2 separate regions of the Sus scrofa genome follow, and region 2 is linked to region 1. A link is a contact called in public promoter capture Hi-C data. All regions are on one chromosome and are shown on one strand. The core of a region is the stretch at or near the end of the contact, and the rest is flanking DNA. Distances in the headings are between cores, read along the strand shown.

Region 1 (6,920 bases), core at 4,094-6,593:
GACTCACTTATACAACACCAGTCGGTCAATTAAGAAGGTGGGGTGGGGAGTTCCCATCGTGGCTCAGTGGTTAGCCAACCCGACTAGCATCCCCGAGGATGCGGGTTCGATCCCTGGCCTCGCTCAGTGGTTAAGGATCTGGCGTGGCCATGAGCTATGGTGTAGGTTGCAGATGAGGCTCGGATCCCGAGTTGCTGTGGCTGTGGCATAGGCTGGAGGCTACAGCTCTGACTGGTCCCCTAGCCTGGGAACCTCCATGTGCCGCGGGTGAGGCCCTGGAAAGACCAAAGGCAAAAGACAAAAAAAGGAAAAGGAGTGGGGTGGGGGACTCAGAGAAGATTCTAGCATTGAGCTCTCAGGATGGAAAAAGTGGTCAGAAACCAGCAGACTAGTTTCAGCGGATTCTCCACAGCCACTGCTGACGCTCAACCCAGATACCCTAGCCGCGGAGCGCACTGGGGACGGATTCCGAGGCCGTGAAGCATACATTCCTGAAAAGGAAGTAGGGCGCTCTGGCCAGGGGCCCAACACCGAGCAGCCCCACGAGCGCACGTTCTCAGGACGCACGCAGCCTGGGGACGTTCCTGGGTGTGAGGAAGCAGGGCCCTGTCTCCCGGAGCAAAAGAAAACCGGAGATGTGCTTAGTTTAAAGGGGACACTGCGGCAGCGAGAAGCCCAGGACACCAAGCCTGGGCCCGGAGCTGCTTTCTTACAGCCTCCACGGGGCTGGCCTGGTTCATGCACGGCTGAAAGCCGGAACCCGAGCGTCTTCCTGGACCTCAGCCCCGGCTGCTCCAGGCCCTGGAACAGAGCTTGTCCCTCCGGGGGCAGGAACGGGACACACGCAAGCATCACAGGGAGCCACGTTTCTGGCTTCTCCCAATTCCCACCACGGCTCGTCCCCAGGTCCCTCCTGTCCCAAGAACCTGGACCAAATGGAAATCATTAGCCTGAGCCTTCGAAGGCACTGACCCAAGAAACCTGGCCCAGCAGTAGGGCTGACAACCTGTCTGTACCCACCATCAGCCAGAAAACTCAGGGCCCATGAGAGAGAGAGAGGGAGGGAGAGAGAGAGGGAGAGGGAGGGAGAGAGAGAGAGAGAGAGGGAGAGAGAGGGAGAGGGAGAGAGGGAGGTGGGGCCGCCCTAACCCTCTTCAAGCACCTTCTCTGTACCCAGGCTTTCAACCTCCCGGCCCCAGCGTCTTCCAGGCAGTTCCCAAAGGAGCTGCCAACGACCGAGCTGTGCACTGTATAACCCTCGATGGTTTAACACGAACTGCTATGAGCAAGGCTAGCACGGGGCAGCTGCACATCTGTCCTGGAACCCAGACCGGCCATACGTACCGTAAGACCAACACACAGGCGGCCACCAACGAGTACGCCAGGAGCGTGCCAATGGACATGAGGTCCACCAAGTCCTTCAGGTCAAAGAGGAAGGCCATGACAGCTGGGGAGGGAAGAGACGTCCGTCAGGACCCACGGCCACACGCTGACCGCCAGCACCAGAAGCGCCGCCACCCCCGCCACCCAGGGCACGCAAGGGGCGAGCCTCTGCTCCCCCACCCGCCACCCTTTCTGTGAAAACACTGGGGCTGGCTTCAAGGAAAGGCAGGCTCAGGACCAAACCACATACACAGTGATCGACAGATGCTAACAATTACCAACGTTTATACTAACTGGTGAGAGTGCTTTTCATCGACAGGACCCTTTTTGACCCTTGTGGCAATTTTGCGAGCTCTCCCTGCACTACAGGTGGAGAAAGAGAAGTCCAGACACGCTGGGGGACTTACCTAAGGTCACACCGCTAAGAAGCGGAAAAGCCAGGATCTGAGCTAGGTGCTCACGGCTCTGAGCCCAGCATGGTCTCCTCAACACTGTGCTGACCCAGAAACATGTTCGTCCATCCACCCATCATCCATCTGCCAGCCAATGGCACTCATGAAAGCATGCCAGTCGCTACGTGGTAGGTATGTGCCATTGAACAGACAGGCACATCCCCTGACACACTGCATCACCAGGCAGAGGGATGAGGAGGCTGAGGGCAAGCCCGGGGCTCCAGGAGGACTCTCAGGGGCTCCTAACCCAGAAGTCGGGCATGGAGAGCAGCGTTATTCCCAAGCAAGACCAGCCCATTCACCACGACCCCGCTTACAACAAAACAAGACATGTCTGCTTATTTGAAAACCCTTTGTTACTTTTATGAGAATATGCATGTCTATTTATGTGGGGAATGTGTCAAGTTTCCCATTTAAAAACAACTTGGCTAGGAGTTCCCTTCGTGGCCTAGTGGTTAACAAGCCCGACTAGGATCTGTGAGGATTTGGGTTCGATTCCTGGCCTCACTCAGTGGGTTAGGGATCTGGCATTGCCATGAGCTGTGGTGCAGGTTGTAGATGCAGCTCAGATCCCGAGTTGCTGTGGCTGTGGTGTAGGCCGGCAGCTACAGCTGCGATTCCACCCCTAGCCTGGGAACCTCCACATGCCGCGGGTGCAGCCCTAAAAAGCAAATAACAACAACTTGGCTAAAATTGGGGTGTTTTCAAATCACATGCAATCAGTACAAGTTGAAACATAACAACAAATCATTACTTCCCACAGGTATTGGTTGAGCCCATGCAGACCACTGCAACTAAACCAAACGCCAACTGAGCCTAAACAAGAGAGTCAAAGAGCCGTGAGGCTTTGGGGCATCAGAGGGGGGTCCCGCTGCGTGAGCCGCAGATGCCCACGCTCCCCCTCAGAGAAACGTGAGCCCGGCTTCTTCGGTGTGAGGTGACTTCAGAAAACTCAAGGCTTATCTACCCCTCCTGCCAAATGAAAAGGAGTAAAATCCTCGGTTTGGCGACACCAGTACTTTGCCGTCCCTTTAAAGGTTAGAGCCCCTTAATCAGTGCGGGAAGGAGATTAAGGTCAAATTAAATGTAAATACTGAAAAAACACCATTTCCGGTTCCTTAATCCTTAGCCACGCTGGTGATATCCTGGCATACGAGGTTCCTGAACCTGACCCCTGCCATCAGGCCCAAGAACGCAGAGTCAGTCACACGACAGAGAAAAACTAGCTTCCTTTCGGGATGTAATAATGCACGGACCACGGTGCCCTCTGCCAAGGGCACGAACACTGCCAACCACTCACTCCCCGAGACAGCCCAACGCCTTACCTCCGGCGACCTGATGAGCCCAAGGGGCACAGCCGAGGCCAGACCAGGTACAAAGACCGGCTGTTCTACTCTCACAGGGAGGAACCAGCTCTTTGGCCCCGAACCAACCAGGAACCAGAGCCAGCACCACACCGACTAGGAGCACAGACCCTGCACCTCTGAGCCTCCACCTGGGGCCTGGGACACCCCTGCTCCCGGGGCCACGAAACACAATTCAAGGAGGAAACAGGAGACAAAGAGCTGTCTCCCTCCAGGGCGCCCGGGGCCTCGCTGCAATCTCTCCAGTCCATTGCGCTCCTCGGTCAGAAGGTCTTCTTGGACACGATCAGATAAGCTTCCCCCAGGAGCTCCCTGGTGGCACAATGGGTTAAGGATCCAGCGTTGCCACAGCTGTGGCTTGGATTTGATCCCTGGCCTGGGAACCTACCTATGCCACGGGTGTGGCCCAACAGAAAAAAAGGTAAGCCCCCGTCCCGGGTCTGCCACTGTTTATAAACTCAGGGCAACTGGCCTCACCAGCCACGTCCCCTGGGGAAGAGGTGGCATGTTTCATAAAACGTTGATTGTAAGAGACACTCACTTCCCAAGAGAAGTGACGTGGGGCTTTGAAGGGACAGTGTGTATTCTGAGCTCTGCCCAACGAGATGATAATCACTGAAAAACTCAAACATTTCCAGAATTCCATCACACCCTCTGTAAACCTGGCCTCTCTGCCTTTTATCAAAAGGGAATTAGTTACCTTGTAATAAGCCACATTCCAAGGGTGAAAAACAAATGTTAAAAAGACCAGCTATAACTCCTTAGAGACCAGCACCATTCAAGGTATTTCCCCAGGAAATAACTGCTCCACCGTTAAAATACCGGCGTGTGAAACGAGCTCCAGTTCTTACCGGCAATGGCGCCCGAGGCTAACGTGGCGATTATTGGTGTTTTGGTCCGGTCGTTGATCTTGGCCAAAAACTTAAACAGCAGCCCGTCTTCAGCCATGGCATAGATAACTCGCGGCATGGGGAACATGGAGCCTAAAAGGCTGGATGGGAGGAAGCGAAACGCATCTGCACAATCGCCCACCGGCAGTCAAGGCAGCACCCGGCAGCGGCCAGAGGCCTGGGCTCAGCAGCACGCCAGGAAAAGCACTCACTGCAGGTCTGTGTTAAGTGCAGGACCAGGAAAGGTCTACCGTGAACCAGCGGGGCATCAGGATGTAACTTTTTGGAAGAGAAACTGATTATTTCTAGCTGAATCAAAGAGAAAATCAGAGCATCGCTGCTGCACTTGAGGGGACCTCTCTGCGGTCAGCCGAGGTCCTGCACACATTTCTGTGCGTCCAGGCCAGCAGGAGCGAGCAGGGCAAACTGTTTCTCCTCAAAAGCCACTGGCTCCCTTTTTCAAACTGGGGGCCACAGAGGGGGCCTGAGCCAGTGGCCATGGTCGGGGGGCAGACGGCCAGGCCCTTGCTGAGCAGAAGGTGCTAAAACATGGGGCTTGGGTTCTTCGCGATGAAATGTCAGGAGCACAACAGCCCTTGGGGTGGCTGACAGCAGCGACAGGGGGAGAAGCCACAGCCAGGGTCGGGGGGTGCAGCTCTCTCTCCAGGGAGGAGAGGGATGCTTGCAGCAAACCCACACCCCCGGGAGCCCGGCTCCTCACCTGGTGGAGAGGGCGCAGAGGGAGCCCACAGCCACGGCGTACTTGGCACCATCCCAGCCCACGTGCTTGAAGGCGTCGGGCAGGGGGCTGTCCTTGTCCAGGCAGAAGTAGGGCATCATGAGCGTGAGGGCGGCCGACACCCCGAAGTAGGCGATGAAGCAGATCAGGAGTGAGGCGACGATGCCCACGGGGATGGCCTTCTGGGGGTTCTTGACCTCCTCCCCTGGAAGAAGGAAGGGTCAGGGGGTACTGGCGGGAGGGGGCTGGGGCCTTCCTGGCTCGGGGGAGGGAGGGGGCGCCCTCAGCACTGAGGACCAGAGCACACGGTGCCCGGGACAGACGGCCTTCTCGGCCTTCCCACTGTGGCTCAGCAAGGACAGGCCGTCTCCTCTGGCAGAGACAATGTGGGAAGCCCAGGAAGGGCTGTTCAATCTGCCACGATGACAGCGCTGGTGGCCCCTTTTCTCCCGGGTGGGGGACGGGGAGGAGGCAGATATGCAGTCAGCTACAGCTGCGACGTCAGCATCCGGGCTCGAGGCCAGGGCCCAGCACGTGGGGAGGTGCCGGGGGCGGGTGAGCAGGAAGCTACACACCCACACGGTTCTCGGGAGGGAGACACACGCCCCCAGGAAGGGAGAGAGCGGCCGCGGCCAGGTGAGCCCAGGTGTGCCCAGGGGAGCCAAGGGCGGGCGTACCTGTGGTAGCGATGCAGTCAAAGCCCACGAAGGCATAGAAGCAGGTGGCTGCCCCTGACAGCACGCCAGAGAACCCGAAGGGCATGAACCCACCGACGCCTGGCTTCCCCACCTTCGTGGCACTGGAACAAAGAGCCACAGTCAAGATCACAGCACCCACTTGGGGCCCCGATGAGGGGCCACCCCAGGCAGCACCCCACCCGACAGCCACTCCTGTGGCCAGGACTCCCACCCTCAGCGACCGGTCCTGGGGAAGTTGTCACAACCACTCACGCCTGGGCAGGAGGAAGCCCTGCGCATGAAGCCCTTCCCAGAAGCACCTGCTAAACACCGACTGGGGACAGGGATCGCGAGGCAGGTGCCCAGCGGGAGAGGAGAGGGACCCACACCAGAGGCCCCTCCCTAGGACCCGCAAAGAAAGAGGGTCCTCAGGGCACAGCCCTGCCCCACGTCGGCAAGCACGGGTGTTCTCAGGGCTGCCAGCAGCTCACCGCTCCAAGCCACTGTCCTCGGGATTCACGGACTGGCCAGTGGAACAGACACACTGGACCCGGCTATGTTCTAGTCGGGGAGCCTTACCCCAACTCCTAAATGACGAGCACACTTCTCAGTTTCAGAAACAGCCCCGGAAAGCCAGGGCTTGGGGATTTTCTCAAACATGGGCCTCCCTGTAGCAAGTGCAAGAAACGCATGCATGCCAGACGCAGGAAAAACCACTGCCAGGCTGACACGAAGTGTGTCCATTTAAAGTATGACTAAAACACACCCACAGCCGGGTACAAAGGCGGGACCGGTAAGTCAGCCAGGCACAGGACGCAGGGCAGGGCTGCGTCCTCCCGCCCCCAGCTGCCCACAGGCAGCCCCGCACCCCCCAGGTCTGCCCATCACTAAGCGTGCAGAGCACTCCGGAGAGCTGACCACTATTGTGAAAAGTGGCTGAAGCTTAAAACAAAACACTTGACAGGCAGCCAGCGCGGGAAGGGGGGGATGGGAAGACCAAAGGGGGCGGGGTCCCCAGGGGGCTCCCAGCAGACCCTTTCAGCACCCGAACACTAATGGAAGGACACGGGTCTATGCCCAGGGCCCCTGTCGCTGCCAGCCGGACAGACAGACAGACGGACAGGTACGGAAGGGCTGCAGATGCCCCCGGCATCAAGGGCTGGGAACAGCCGTGGGTCAGAGCGTGAACCCCAGGGTCTGCTTTAAACCACCTCCAGGCAGAAGCACCTGGAGAGGTTCTGGGAACCCCATTTTCAGGGAGGAAGAAGGGGTGGTCCAGCACACTCATTAAACCCCAGGGAGAGACGGGACTGGGGAGAGGACGAGGGCTGGACGCGCCCCCATCACGCGGATGGAGACACAGGACAGACAAGCACGGGGACGGCAGAGGGCGAGGAGGCAGAAAGCGGCCTCTG
Region 2 (7,480 bases), core at 523-3,022, 54 kb after region 1:
CCTTTTTCCTTTAAAGTAAACAATTATATGCGTAAGAGCACCCATGTGGCTCAATCCAGATTTAAACTGAGCACATGTCTGATCTCTATTAATTCTTGTCCTATATTTTTTAGTCAAAACTTTGATACCCTTTAAATTTTATCTATAATAATGAAATATGATCTTAATATATTAAACCTTTAAAAACCATTTTAATCAATTGCTGACTTTGTTCCCCAAAGTTCCTGACTCTGCGACTTAAGATCTTTTGTTTTAATGACAGAAGGGTTTGTTCATACAGAAATAATAATTTCCACTGAGACCAACTAAAAATATCAGGGGGATAAATGTATCATGGTTTCCTATTATTTTAACACAACAGTAAATGGCGAGACACGATTACGATAAATCCCAAATAAATTATAATTCAAATTAAACACAATTAGGAAATGCAGCCAGAGGCCAACATAACAGTTCTCCTGGTCACATTTTAAAGAGCTTATTTAGGGGGAAAAAAGGTGAGCTCTGGCAAGTGTATTTTTTCTGCCAGAAGGCACTTGTCCGGCTAGCCTAATCAAGTTACACAGGACTCTATCTGGTTCCCACAGCCACCAAAAAGGGGAAGGAGCGAAAATAGCACGCGGTAGTAGTACTACAGAGACTGCTGCTGTGTACACACAGGTTTTAGAATGACGGCGTGACCTGCCTGGCCTGGGGAGTTTTCTGCTACGTAGAAAGGAACACAGGGAAAATAGGTTGCCTTGGTGAAGCCGGAAGAACTTCGTTCCCCTCCAACCCATCTGGAAGTATTGAACCACCCAGCCTTTAAGGGCCCAATTGGGTCACAAGGAAGCCCACCCGGGCCGGGGGGGGAGGGGGGAACTTCCCTTAAATAACCCAGGGGAATGCAGATGAGAGGTGCAGGCCAGCCGGCCGCGTCCGGGGTCCAGGGAGGTGGGCGCCGCGGCCGGCGTGCGGCGTGGGCGGCGCCGGCCCGGCCGGCCACCTGCCGCAGGACCACCCTCCAGCCACCCGGCGGGCTTCCGACCCGCGGCCGATGACACATCGTGGACCTCGTGGCGGGGCGGGGTGCTCCGCTCCGCGCCATGTAAGGGAAGGTCTCCGGATGCCTGCCGGGCCCGTGCCTGCTCCCCGCCCCCTGCCCACCGCGACCACCCCTACGTCCCCGCGCCCGGGTGCCCGACAGGGAGCGCGGGGTCGGCATCCCCTAAGCGCCAGGTCGCCCACGTTTACTCACTTGGTGTTGCATCATGCACCACGCCGCGCCTTCAGGGAACCAAAATGGACTCCGTGGCAGAGACAACCGCATGGGCACCGGCCCGCGTGCGGCACCAGCCACCCGGCCCCCGCCCATCCAAAGGGATACCAACGCCCCTGCCCGGGACCCGCGCCGCCCTCCTGCGGCCCCACGCGGCGCCGGGATTCCCCCGCAAGGTGACCCGGAGCGGGGCAGCTGCCCCGGCGCCGGCGGAGGCCGGGCACTTACCCGGCTGGCTGGCGGGCGGCGGGATGCGGGCAAGACCCGGACTGGACCCACGCACGAGCGGCCGAACTGACGGACGTTCAGATGGAAGCGTGGCCGGACTGACGGACGCTCGGGCGGAGATGCGGCGCACGGGGAGCAGCAGCGCGAGTGGGAGCTCGGGTAACGGACGCCCGGCAGCCGCAGGCCCCGCTGGCAGCTGACTGGCCGATCACACCTGCCCGCGCCGACTGAATGGAGAGTCGAAGGCGGGCGGGATTCGGCGCCGGTTTCATCAGCCGCGCCCCGCGCCCCCGGCCGCCCCCGGCCCTCTTGCCCGCGTCACCGCCGGGCACCAATGGCAGCGCGGCGCGGTGGCGGCTCCGGCCCGGGCGGCGGGAGGGGTGGGGCGGGGGGCGGGGCGCGGCGTCTTCGCGCGCCCCGCGCCCCAACCTGGGATTCCCCCGCGGTGGGCGGTGCCTGCCGCCGCCGAGGCGGTCGCCCCGCCCATTTGTTGCCATTCTCTCCGCCAATCCCAGCGCGCCGCCCGACCGCATCCTCCGGTCCCCGCAGCTACCACCGCAGGCCCGGCCCTCGTGGCCCCTGGACGCCCTCCGGACCGGTGCTAGCCAGCGGCCAGTTTGCTTCTTAGACTAAGAGACGGGGGGGGGGCCGCTTCAAGGGTTGTTGTTTTTTTAATTATTATAAATCTTCGTTCTTTATCATTGGAATATTTTATTCCTCTTCCCTTATTTTCATAAATAACTTACCTTGCCCCTCTTCGGGAAGGGCCGGAAGCCTGAGCCTGCCTGTGCCCTGGCGGTAGGACGAGCACCTGGCTGGCGGGCAAGTCACAGCGACTACTTCCGGAGCTACTCCCCCAGAGGTGGCAGAAACTGTAGCAGGAGTCCACAGTGCTTATCTCACAGGCTCCGTCATTGCTGTCTCTCTTTGCTCCAAAAAACCAAGCAAGAACCACAGTCTTTAGAGATCCAGTAACCTGTGACATGAGAGGTAAGTAGGTGATAGATTAATCCTGCCAGCCTCCTCTGTAACTTTGTAGGAAAACAGGAAAAACGATAGCCCGTTGTCCACTCCTTTGAATCCCCTCCACACCTCCTGCCCGCTTCCGCACCCCTCAGATTTCCTTGGTCAGTGATGGGGGCTCATTGTCAGCCACTGGGTTTGGCACTCTTGGAATTACAGTAGCAGTTTGTAAAGCCTATAATTGCAGGGTGCTGGCTTCAGAAAACGTTTTAATGAACACACAGAAATGGGCTAGTATTTGCAAGACACTTTGAACAATGCTTGACCTTATAATAAAGAACTATATATGCCTTATTTTAAAACAATGAGTTTCAGCAGTATATCATTTCAACCGATGAATTGATGTTCTCAAGTTGCTTTCAGAAGGTCTCCTGTGGAGGCTTTTCCTGAACCCCACACAGCTTCCTCAACCCTCTGACCCAGCCAGCCGTCACAGTATCTCACCTTAGGAAGCCTGGTGTGATTCAAGGCCCACCAACTTCGTCTTTGCACTTGATCTGGATTTGAATCTGAATTCTACCACTTCAATCGCGGTGTGGTTTTCTGCAAGCTATTTCACCCTGTTGGGAGATTATAAATTTCATATTCTTATCAAAATATCCCTCAGTGCTCAAAATATGACTGCAGGATTTTCTTTAAAAGACTCTTGGAGGTAAAGTAGAGTGTGGTAGATTATAATGCTCTGCGTGGGCAACACGGAGAGGGAACACGGAGTTAATATCTGTAAATTCGGCCAGCAAGTGTTCCGAGCCCTGCTGGGCAGATGGGTAGAGCTTAACCAAGGAGGCTTTCAGCAGTCCCACCCAGCAGGATTCGCCTTCAGAAAGACCATAGGAGGCTCTCCCTGACAAGGCCTGGAAGCAGCAACGTCCTGGCAGAAAAAATTCAGTGTGAACCAGGAAAAATAATATGATACCCAAGGTCTCAGCAAAAAGTTAGGAAAATAGAAAAAGCTGAAAGAAAAAAAAGAAAGAAAGAAAGAAAAGCCTTGGCTGAGTGTTCTAAGTTACGCTAAATTTCAGGCAGGTTAGAATTCACACTGTAGGTCTAGAGGGATCATGAGTGACCGGCAACCTCAATGAGAATCAAAGGGCAATGGAGCCGCGATGCCAAAGACAATTAAGGAAAGGAGACGCTGGAATTTAGACCCTAAAAGCACTTGTGTGTGTCCTCTTTTAAGACATACTGTATGATGCCAACTTCTGGTAAAAGCAAAATCATGGAGACAGTAAAATGATCTGTGGTTGCCAGAGGCTTGTGGGGGAAAGGGGCAGAGGGGTGAATAGGTAGCACATGGAGGATTTTTAGGGCGGCGAAACTGCTCAGTGGTGCTGCACGGGGGATAAATAAGGCATATATTTGTCCAAATCCATAGACCATCCAACCCAAAGACTAACCCTTAATGTAAACGATGGAATTTAGCTAATAATAGCATGTCAACCATTGATTCATCAAGTGTAGCAAATATACCATAATAATTCAGGAGGTTAATACTGGGGGAGACTGGGTAGGGGGCAGGGTGTATATGGGAACTCTCCATACTTTCCCCTCAGTTTTTCTGTGACTCTAAAACTGCTTGTAGAATGTATTATATTAACATAGAAATACATACACACGTAAAGAACCTGGCAGAAATTTACATAGAGCAAGTACCCAGTTAACCACAGTTCTGGTCAAGCAGATCGAGGCAATGGGTCCACCCCTAGTCTAAAGTGTTTCCAGGCAGTGTTCTCGTGGGCGAGGCGTGTGGCTCTAGGGTCAGAGAACACGGCTTCGGCTCCTGGCCGTGCACCTTCTAAGCCGCATACGCCCGGGCGCGTTATTTCAGCTTTCTCCAGAGTTCACTTTCCTCATGCTCTAAGACAGGGATTGTCGTACCGGGCTGAACAAATGACCACGTTCTTATAAAATACCAAGCACCGTACCTGCCACATAACAGATGCCCAGAGAACATCGGGATTAGCTCTGGCGCCAGGCTGGTGTCATTTCAGGTGGGGTCACCGAAATGCACGGATGGGGCATTTCTTCTTCCACAGTAAAGGTGTGTTTTTTTTTTTTTTTTTTTTTTTTTGTCTTTTTGCCTTTTTTCTAAGGCCGCTCCCGCAGCACATGGAGGTTCCCAGGCTAGGGGTCAAATCAGAGCTGTAGCCACCGGCCTACACCAGAGCCACAGCAATGCCAGATCCAAGCCACATCTGCGACCTACATCACAGCTCACAGCAACACCGGATCCTTAACCGACTGAGCGAGGCCAGGGATCGAACCCGCAACCTCATGGTTCTTGTCAGATTCGTTAACCACTGAGCCACGATGGGAACTCCAGTAAAGGTGTGTTCTTATAGCCAGACACTGTTGCAGGAAAAGGCTGTCCGGAGTTGGCTGAGTGCTAAGACCTCACTGTCCTGCTTCCCTGGGGGTCCAGGTCAGGGTAAGGGACATAGTTGTCACCACATTCTCCAGACGACCTCTGCTGTGACCTGGCCAGCTCCTTCTTGTCATTTGGAACCGGCACCGTTCCCTTTTCTGGGAGCTTCAGCTCTTGCCCCTCCCAACCTCCCCGCCCAGCATGTTAGAGACACAGCCATCTGTGGGATCCTCAGCAGGTGGTTGAAGTCTCTAGGCCTCAGTTGCCTCATGCAAACAGTGGGATATCTGGAGTTTCCATTGTGCCTCAGCCAGTTAAAGACCTGACGTTGTCTCTGAGGATGCAGGTTCGATCCCTGGCCTCCCTCAGTGGTTTAAGGATTCAGCATGGCCACAAGCTGCAGCGCTGGTTGCAGATGCAGCTTGGATCTGGCGTTGCTGCGGCTGTGGTGTAGGCCAGCAGCTGCAGCTCCGATTCAGACCCTAGCCCCGGAACCTCCATATACCGCAGGTACAGCCCCAAAAAGAGAAAATGAAGAGGAACATCTAGTGAGTTAAGAGGCCCCTGTGCGGTGCCTACTGCTCATTATTACAATAATCATCAATAATTTTCACCTAATTCGTGCTCTGCTGATACAAGGAGAAACCAGAGGAATGATTTCATCGGTGCTTGTTTGTTTATTTTTGTTTTAGGGCCGCACCCAGGGCATATGGCAGTTCCCAGGTTAGGGGTCAAATCAGAGCTGCATCTGCTGGTCTATGCCATAGCTACCCACTGAGCAAGGCCAGGGATCGAACCCAAGTCCTCATGGACACTAGTTGGGTTCATTACCACTGAGCCATGACGGGAACTCCCATCAGTGCCTGTTTTATTCCTTGACTCCTCAGAGGCTTGGGGGGGATAAAACCCCCAGGACAGTGGTATTTACAGGTTTTCACTGTGAACTAAGGGCATCCCCCAGTTGCAAGCTGATAGCAACTTGCCATGGAGACCTTATGCAAAGGGTTTGCTCTAAGTCAGAGCCTGGGCGGCTGTCGCTCAGACGAAGGCTGCTCCCTAGACAGCTTTCTCACTCTGTCCGCTGGTGAGTTTGCAGCCCGGTAAAGCCTTGTACTCGCAGGATGATGAGCACGACCCCTGGCCTCTACGTGCTAGATAGTGGTGGCTCCTCTCCCATGCAGAAATGTCTCCCGGCAGCCCTGGAAGGTGAAAATCAGCCCCCTTGGAGAGCCCCTGGCCTAGGGAGCATCTGATTGCCTTGCACTGGGTTGAATGTGTTCTCCGGGATGAAGGAAGGATGCGAGCTCCTCACAGGTGGGGCTGAGATTCAGCTGGTTGGCACCCCGTTCAGCAGGTTATAATTCATCACCTCTTCCAAGGGCTGGGTCCCTGGGGCATCTGGAATGTGAAATATGCTTAATGTACTTCCTGCGTTGCAGCGAGCCTTGGGTTGGGATTTCTTTAAAGCAGTAAAGATTAAAACAGATCTTAGCTGTTCTTGTCGTGAAGACAACGTTCATTCAAAGAGCATCCTGGTGGCTAAAAGTAGTGTGACGGTTGTCACTGCACCTCAGAGGCTTCCAGCAATGCGCTGATGTGGGCTTTTTCCTCGCTGTCATCGTCTCTCCCATCTTTCCCAGTCATACTACAGAATAGTATTTTATTGTATTTTTTTTGGGGGGGGTTCTTTTTGCCATTTTTTGGGCCGCTTCTGCGGCATATGGAGGTTCCCAGGCTAGGGGTCCAATCGGAGCTGTAGCCACCGACCTACGCCAGAGCCACAGCAACACGGGATCCGAGTCGTGTCTGCGACCTATACCACAGCTCACGGCAACACCGGATCCTTAACCCACTGAGCAAGGCCCAGGATTGAACCCGCAACTTAATGGTTCCTAGTCGGATTCGTTAACCACTGCGCCACGACGGGAACTCCCTGTATTTTATTTTTTATTATTAAAGTACATTGATTTACAATGTTGTGCCAATTTCTGCTGTACAGCAAAGTGACCCAGTCATATATAGATATAGATACACACACACACACACACACACACACACACACACGCATTCCTTTATAGTGACCCAGTCATGTATAAATATACATTCCTTTTTTATGTTATCTTCCATCCCACTCCCTCCCCCTCCCCCTTGGCCACCACAAGTCTGTTCTCTGTGTCTGGGAGTCTGTTTCTGTTTTATAGACAGATTCATTTGTGCCATATTTTAGTCTACAAATACATGATATCATATAGTATTTGTCTTTCTCTTTCTGACTTACTTTACTTAGTAGTATGATAATCTCTAGATCCACCCATGTTGCTACAAATAGCATTATTTCATTCTTTTTTATGGCTGAGTAGTATTCCATTGTGTATATGCACCACATCTTCTTAATCCATTCATCTGTCAATGGACATTTAGGTTGTTTCCATGTCTTGGCTGTTGCGAATAGTGCTGCTATGAACATAGGGGTGCATGTATCTTTTTGAATTGTAGTTTTGTCCAGATATATGCCCGGGAGTGGGATTGCTAGATCATATTGCTGGATCAACCATATTTAGTTTTCTGAGTAATGTCCTACTATTTTCCATAGCGGTTGTACCAAT

The links. Promoter capture Hi-C pulls out the DNA fragments that hold promoters and counts their contacts.
Region 2: a promoter capture Hi-C map of fetal skeletal muscle shows a contact between it and region 1, with 4 times the contacts expected there. The contact joins the promoter of SLC7A1 here to the enhancer-like site in region 1. A contact is called at or near these places in 2 of 5 promoter capture datasets (fetal skeletal muscle and liver), 8 of 47 Hi-C or Micro-C datasets (alveolar macrophages, blood, embryonic fibroblasts and 5 more) and 1 of 2 datasets of contacts at active chromatin or transcription factors (alveolar macrophages).

What each region holds. Positions count from the first base shown.
Region 1 is chr11:6,545,463-6,552,382 of Sscrofa11.1, forward strand. SLC7A1 (solute carrier family 7 (cationic amino acid transporter, y+ system), member 1) reads right to left here. Exons shown (of 13, transcript NM_001012613.1): 6 at 5,506-5,627; 7 at 4,811-5,033; 8 at 4,051-4,190; 9 at 1,345-1,447. Among named protein-coding and RNA genes, the nearest start is that of SLC7A1, 56 kb to the right of the region's middle. Within about 2 kb of position 5,344, at least 14 of the 83 cell types and tissues checked have an H3K27ac peak or open chromatin away from gene starts, as enhancers often do.
Region 2 is chr11:6,602,882-6,610,361 of Sscrofa11.1, forward strand. It overlaps SLC7A1 (solute carrier family 7 (cationic amino acid transporter, y+ system), member 1), which reads right to left and starts at 1,773. Exons shown (of 13, transcript NM_001012613.1): 1 at 1,487-1,773.